2 separate regions of the Mus musculus genome follow, and region 2 is linked to region 1. The links are chromatin contacts, called in public HiChIP or PLAC-seq maps. All regions are on one chromosome and are shown on one strand. The core of a region is the stretch at or near the end of the contact, and the rest is flanking DNA. Distances in the headings are between cores, read along the strand shown.

The links. HiChIP or PLAC-seq counts read pairs in DNA pulled down with a chosen protein or histone mark.
Region 2: a contact with region 1 is called in an H3K4me3 HiChIP or PLAC-seq map of the 230-238 cell line, with 12 read pairs. The contact joins the enhancer-like site here to the promoter of Ypel1 in region 1. A contact is called at or near these places in 9 of 39 promoter capture datasets (the 3T3-L1 cell line, the C10 cell line, cranial neural crest and 4 more), 2 of 15 datasets of contacts at CTCF or cohesin (embryonic stem cells and large pre-B cells), 9 of 484 Hi-C or Micro-C datasets (the G1E-ER4 cell line, embryonic stem cells and nephron progenitors), 6 of 115 datasets of contacts at active chromatin or transcription factors (the 230-238 cell line, embryonic stem cells, large pre-B cells and 1 more) and 5 of 9 other capture datasets (adipose tissue, embryonic stem cells, liver and 2 more).

The regions. Positions count from the first base shown.
Region 1 is chr16:17,068,682-17,071,859 of GRCm38.p6, reverse strand. It overlaps Ypel1 (yippee like 1), which reads right to left and starts at 1,721. Exons shown (of 5, transcript NM_023249.6): 1 at 1,497-1,721.
Region 2 is chr16:17,301,655-17,304,832 of GRCm38.p6, reverse strand. It overlaps Pi4ka (phosphatidylinositol 4-kinase alpha), which reads left to right. Exons shown (of 55, transcript NM_001373955.1): 33 at 1,390-1,548; 34 at 1,691-1,842. Among named protein-coding and RNA genes, the nearest start is that of Tmem191c, 27 kb to the right of the region's middle. Within about 2 kb of position 1,667, at least 14 of the 459 cell types and tissues checked have an H3K27ac peak or open chromatin away from gene starts, as enhancers often do. A contact at or near this core is called in the 230-238 cell line, where this site is marked.

The DNA of each region.
Region 1 (3,178 bases), core at 472-2,971:
CAATGAAGGGTGGCTGAGCTGGGTCCGCCAGAGCTGAGGGGGAACTTCTGATTTGCGTGTCTAGTGGGGGGGAGACCAAGGGCCTCACACATGCTGAGCCCTACCACCCAGCCACACCCCCAGCTCTTTTATAAAATTAAGTTTATTTATAAAGTTGGAGCTGTGGTTGTGGTAGAGCACTTGCCGAAAATGCATAAGTAAAAAAAAAAACAAAAACAAACAAACAAAAAAAAAAACAGGAAAAGAAAAGACTTCTATTCAGATTGATTACTGGCATTGATTCAACTGTCTGTCTGTCTGTCTGTATGTATGTATGTATTTTTAGTGTTTCATATGGGCCAGCCCCTGGGCTGCTATATATCTGTGGTAAGTCAAGATTTTGGTCTAATCCCTAAGAAGACATGCTAACCACATAGTCCCTTGGCTAGGAACACATAGACCTAGGGATCCTGGTAGCAAAACTCTTCAAATACAGCACCCCTGACTTTTTTAAGAGCCCACAGTATGGCTGGAGAGATGGGCTGACATCCTTTAGCACCTGCTGCTCTTGTGGAGGATCCATAACTTCGGCTCTAGGGGATCCGATGCCCTCTTCTGGCTTCTCTAGATACCAGGCACACACACGGTGAATATACATGTGTGTGTGTGTTTATTTATTTGTACCCCACCATACACATGCACACAGACACCCACTGGACCAGCCCCTAGGGGAGAGGGAGACGGGTACTCAGCAAACATTTGTTAACACATCTACCAGAACACAGCAGAGGTAAAGGGCCCTGGGTGATGGGTGAGGGTGGCTTACTCAGAGGGGCCTGGAGAAGTTCCCCAGAGGAGGTGAGCCTGGTCTTGGAACTTCAGCGGAGCGAGGAGGAGTATGGTCAATTCTTTGACAAGATACATTAGTTAAGGTGAATACATTGTGGATACTTATAAGGCAACTGAATTAGAAAGACCTTGGGCTGAAAAATGATGTTTTCAACGTCTATTATCTATCCAAAACAGAATTCTGCCGGCTTTCTATCCTGGAGCTCAGTACACGATCGAAGATGACCATTTGTGCAGTTATTGAGTAGAGAATATCTTATTTAGTTGCTACTGTTAGCAATTTACATTGATAAAGCCTAGAGCCACAAGTGGTAAACAATGAGGACAATTCCCTTTAGTTATTATTGTACAGGCAACTTGAAAATGCCACCCCATAATATTCTTTTATTGGAGGTATCTTCTGTATTTATTTCTTTCCCCATTTTTTAAGGTAGGGGAAAAAACAATGGGGGGGGGGGGGCGAAGAAAAAAGAAAGAAAGAAAGACCGGGATTTTGCGTTGTCTTCTAATGACCCAAATACCAACAGTTCGGAACATCAGAACAAAAAGTCAACGCATCCTCCGCACTCCCGCCCGGCCCGCCCGCGCCCAACAGGTGCTTCCCCGCCTCCCGGAGCCGGAGATCCTCAGGTCTCCGCAGAGAACCCCTGAGGCCCGCCCGTACTCACGGCCGCTCCGCGGTCCGCTGCGCCCATCCGGCCCAGGCTCGGTCGGCGCGAGCTCGGTTTTCAGGCGGTCCCGGTGTGACCCGGGACGCGCTCCGGCCGTTGGCGCCCACTCCGGGCGCGAGGCATCCTCCTGCCGCCGCCTCGCGGGCCGCCTGCCCTTTGTTTTGGACCCGTAGCCCAGCCCAGCCGCCATAAACGGCCTCGGAACGTGGCGATGCCCAATCAGTGTCCGAGCCCCGCCCTCGCGTTCCCGCCGCTCCGCCCCTCCACGCTCCCCGCCCCTCGCCCTGCCCCACGCGTCCACCCGCGCCCCGCTGCGCTCGGGGGACTGGGCTGGAACGTGTCCGGGTGGAGCTCGCCAGGAGTCCGGTGGGCTGGCCTGACGAGGAACCCAGGCGAACCGGCAGGTCGCGGGGCCGGTGGGGAGGTAGGGTCCTGGAAGGCCAAAGGACCGAGATTTTCCACAGGTTTGCGCCTCAGGCTGCAGGCAGGAGGACCTCTGCAGCTGGGTCCCTAGAGCGCAAGCTTCTTCCCTCTCTCCATACTGACCACCCTTTCTCCACTCTCCAAGTCGCCATCCAAGAGCCTCCAGGTCTGCGTGGACTTGAATTATGGAACCCCAGATTAGATTTCCTACCCACAAAACACAGGCAGTATCACCCAGTCTCCATGCCCACATCTGCGCTTCTTCTGTTATTTTTTTCTTAGTCTCTTTAGATCGATTTTTCAAAGCACACTGCTGAGGGTGAATGTACACATTGCAGGACGTATTTGCGCCCTCTAGAGTGTGCTTGTTAGGATTTATTGTATTGAGGATACCCCTAATTGATTAGATTGTGGGCCCTTTGAGTTGCCATTTACTTAGTGAGTCTCCCAAGTGACTGATTACTCTATTTTTGTATTCGTCCTAGCTAGGGAGTCTCATGTTTTTTTGGCTTTTAGAATATGATCTCTGTAATTCTGTAATTCAAGCTGGCCTCAACTATGTAGCTCAAACATGATCTTGAACTTTATATTTTAAGCTTATTGTGTGAATAAGCACATGCCTGTGCACCAGAGGTTAGCTCTGCTTCTCACCTACCATATTGATCCTGGATTTGAACTCAGGTCAGCAGGCTTGATAGCGGCACCCTCACTCACTGAACCATCTGGCTGACTCTTCTATTTTTAAAGAATTTAAGCGGGAGAGATGGCTCAGCAGTTAATAGCACTGACTGCTCTTCCAGAGGTCCTGATTTCAACTCCCAGCAACCACATGGATTGCTCACAACCATCTGTAACGGGATCTGATGCCCTCTTCTGGTGTGTCTGAAGACAGCGACAGTGTATTCACATACATGAAATAAATAAATCTTTTAAAAAATGTGTTTTTTTTAATAGCTTAGAAAATAGTAGGTTTATATACGGCATTTTCCTATTTCCTTAGCATTGGTTAGGCCTCCTCCAGCCTTCCTTTCCTACCCATCCCACTTCTAACACCTACCTGTTCATATCATGGATACTCCAGTGCCCTTTTCCAGCGTCCTGACTTCTGGAAGCACTCCAGGAAAAACACACAAATCCAAACATTTCAAGCAGCTAGAATCTGCTTTGAGAGAGAACATGTATCATTTGATCTTCAACATTTTTTCTGTCTGCTGGGAGCAGTGGTGCATGCTTTTAATTGTAGTGCTTGGGGGTGG
Region 2 (3,178 bases), core at 418-2,917, 230 kb before region 1:
CTGACCATCTCTAGGACTTGTGTCCAATGTTCTCTTCCATCCCACCAGCATTCTCTGGCCACCCTATCTAAAACACCTTCCCTCTTTGCACCATACTGCTGCTTTCTCAGATTTAGTATGCTGCCTGTTGCTTATATCTTGGACCATCCACATTTGTTTGTTCCCAGAGTCTGGGAGACCCTATCATAGAAGTGGATCTTACACAAATGAGTGGGAGCGTAGCCTTTGCTTGGTTACTTTATCCCATCAGTTCTGGGGTTTCCTATACTTCCAACCAATTTGGTACCCCAACTTCTACCATAAAAAATACATCTAACAGTAGGCAGAAGCCAGACTCCGAAAGAAGCCACAGCAGGGTATATAGCTCCTTGATATTCTTCATTTCCCACCTATAACGATGCTACCTTAGCATGAAAGGCCTTTGTCTTCACCCTCATGGCCTCCCAATGGCATCTGTGCCTTCAGGAATCACGAGGAATAGCAGAAGAGAGGTGTCATTTTATAAAGCCTGCCTGGGCTTCTCCTGAGCCTTGCCTAGTTGACTCCCATCTTGCTCTTTAGTGCTCATGATCCCCAGCATCTTGAGCCAAGTCTTGCAAGAGGGTAGGTAATGGTGCTAGAAAGGGAACCAAAGCCTGCATAACCCATGCATCGCTGGTGCTTCTGTAGGGTAAAATAGTAACCATTCCTCTGTTTAGCCCCTACTTCTTCCAGAACACACTACTGTGCTTTATCTGGGCAACCCTCCAAGCTCAAAGCAGAAAGGGCCCTGGATCAGTATGACTAGGTCAAGGGAATGACTCTGATCTTGACACTTACAGCCTGCCCTCCCTTGAACTTCCTGGGCTACTCTCAAATCTGATAAGCTAATGAAGACCTACCTTTGTGGCTTGGAAATCCTGCATGTGGTACTTGCTGCTCTTAACACAGGAAGTTTTCAGAATTCTTTCCAAGCTTCACCAGGATAGAGCCTGTGGAAGGCTTGCACTGCATTAGGGACATGCTAACCAAGATGTGCTGCACCTTGTTCCCTGCCCTGCTGGGCCCATGAGTTGTGTTGACAGTCAGTTGGGGGTGGGGAGCTGGAGGAAGCATACAAAGACTTGAGTAGCTCCCCTGAGACGTGGGTTCCGGGCCGCTGCTCCTTACTTTGCTTGCCTTCTATTTTCATCCAGTACAGTTTTACTTTGTGTTTGTTTTAAGAAAGCATCTCATTCTGTATGTAGCCCCTGCTGAACTTGAACTCATTCCCGTCCTCCTGCCTCAGCCTGCTGAATACTGGGGTCACAGGCATAAGTTACATGTTGAGCTTTATTCAGGAATTCAAAAACAAAGCAGCCACCCACCCTCTACTCTCTGGAGGCACTGACCTTTCTTTCCAATTTGCAGTTTATGCGGGAGATGGCAGGAGCCTGGCACATGACAGTAGAGCAGAAGTTCGGCCTCTTTTCTGTGGAAACAAAGGAAGCAGACCCCCTGGCAGCATCAGAAGCAAGTCAGCCAAGACCTTGTCCCCCCGAAGTGACACCTCACTACATCTGGATCGATGTATGTGCCTACCCTCAAGCTCTGCTGAGCTTTGTAGGGACAGCCTTGGGGACACTTGGGTCAGCCCAGCGCACCAGCTGGTCTAGGGGCCCTGACCTGAGAGAATGGGTGACAACTTACACAGCTTGTTTACTTTCCACAGTTCCTGGTCCAGCGGTTTGAGATTGCCAAGTACTGTAGCTCTGACCAGGTGGAGATCTTCTCAAGCCTGCTGCAGCGCTCCATGTCCCTCAATATTGGTGGAGCCAGGGGGAGCATGAACAGGCATGTGGCAGCCATTGGACCACGTTTCAAGTGAGGACCCTATTTCTCTGGGGCACCTGAGTGTGCTGTTACTGGCATGTAGGGCACATGTGTAGTGTGTAGATCATGGTAGGGGTGGGTGGGTATGTCCTGCGATGCTGCTCTGCAGTGTAGAGTAAATCCTATGGCAGTGCCCTGGGACGATCAAGAAGACTTGTAGAGGGCATGAGACCATGATCCGCTGGCTGGCTAAGAGGCTCCCCAACCCCTGTCCCCTAGTACAGTCCTGCTTGCTAGAACATGGCCTCTGCTGTTGTCTGTGAGGGGCTGGCTGACCAGCACCAATGCATGGTAGAAGCTCTTGCTTCTACCAGGTATTGTCTTTCTCTCCCCTGAACTCCAGACCATGGCCTCATAGCCCATTAGAACTACACTTCTCCAACCACCTACAGAGAGGGGCCAGTCCTCTTGTTAGTACCTAGTCTGTCACTGACTGATACTTTTCTAAAGGCAGTGGGAACAAGTTATAGAAAATGATTCCTGTTGCTGCTTTTCAGTAGCATGTAGCCATCACAGAAATGCCTCTGCCTGCACTACCACAAAGGCTCAGCCCTCACTCAGGCTTAGCTGGCTAATCCCAGATGCACTCAGAAACATCAGTTTGCCCTCCTCCTTTCTCTGCTGTCTCTGTTCCCTTGCAATGGTGGATCAGACCTCTTTTTTTCCTCATATCTAAGCTCCCTTGTGATCTACTCCCCACCACAGGCCATCGCCTAGGACTCAGTAGCATAGAAGCTAGCATCTATACTTCTGCTGGTATAGACAGCCTCTGTAAAGTGGCTGTGCTATATTCTATTCATCTTGCACCATGCCTTAGGCCTAGCCTGACTGTCTACAATGACCCTGCACCTGTACTTGAGCCTCTAGAGCTACTTGCCCCTGGATCTGGGTCACCCTGTTTGCTACGTGTAGACATGCTTGTTCCACAGGGTCCATGTCACTGTCAGGCTGTAGCTGGGATCTGGCCCTTGAGAAAAACCCCATTGCCACTCGATTGTGTGGGATAGCCTAGCTTTTCCCTGTGCAGAGCACTGTGTCTTACCCACCAACTTGGTTCCTGACCTCCATCACTGTCTTACCCCAGCAGTGTAGGCAGGAGCAGAACAGTACCTTCCTACTTATGTCTCGTACCCTGCTCGGGGCTTTGTTTAGCAGAAACCGTACACATAACCCTCTCCACCACCCCTTAGGATTAAAATCATAGCAGTGTCCCATGGGGACAGAACTGCAGACTGTTTGTGAGCCTAGGAGTCTTGGCCCAGTCAGAACATCATAGAGTTCATTTGATTTCCTCTCAACAAGAATGAAGCATGGTTTGCTTTATTTT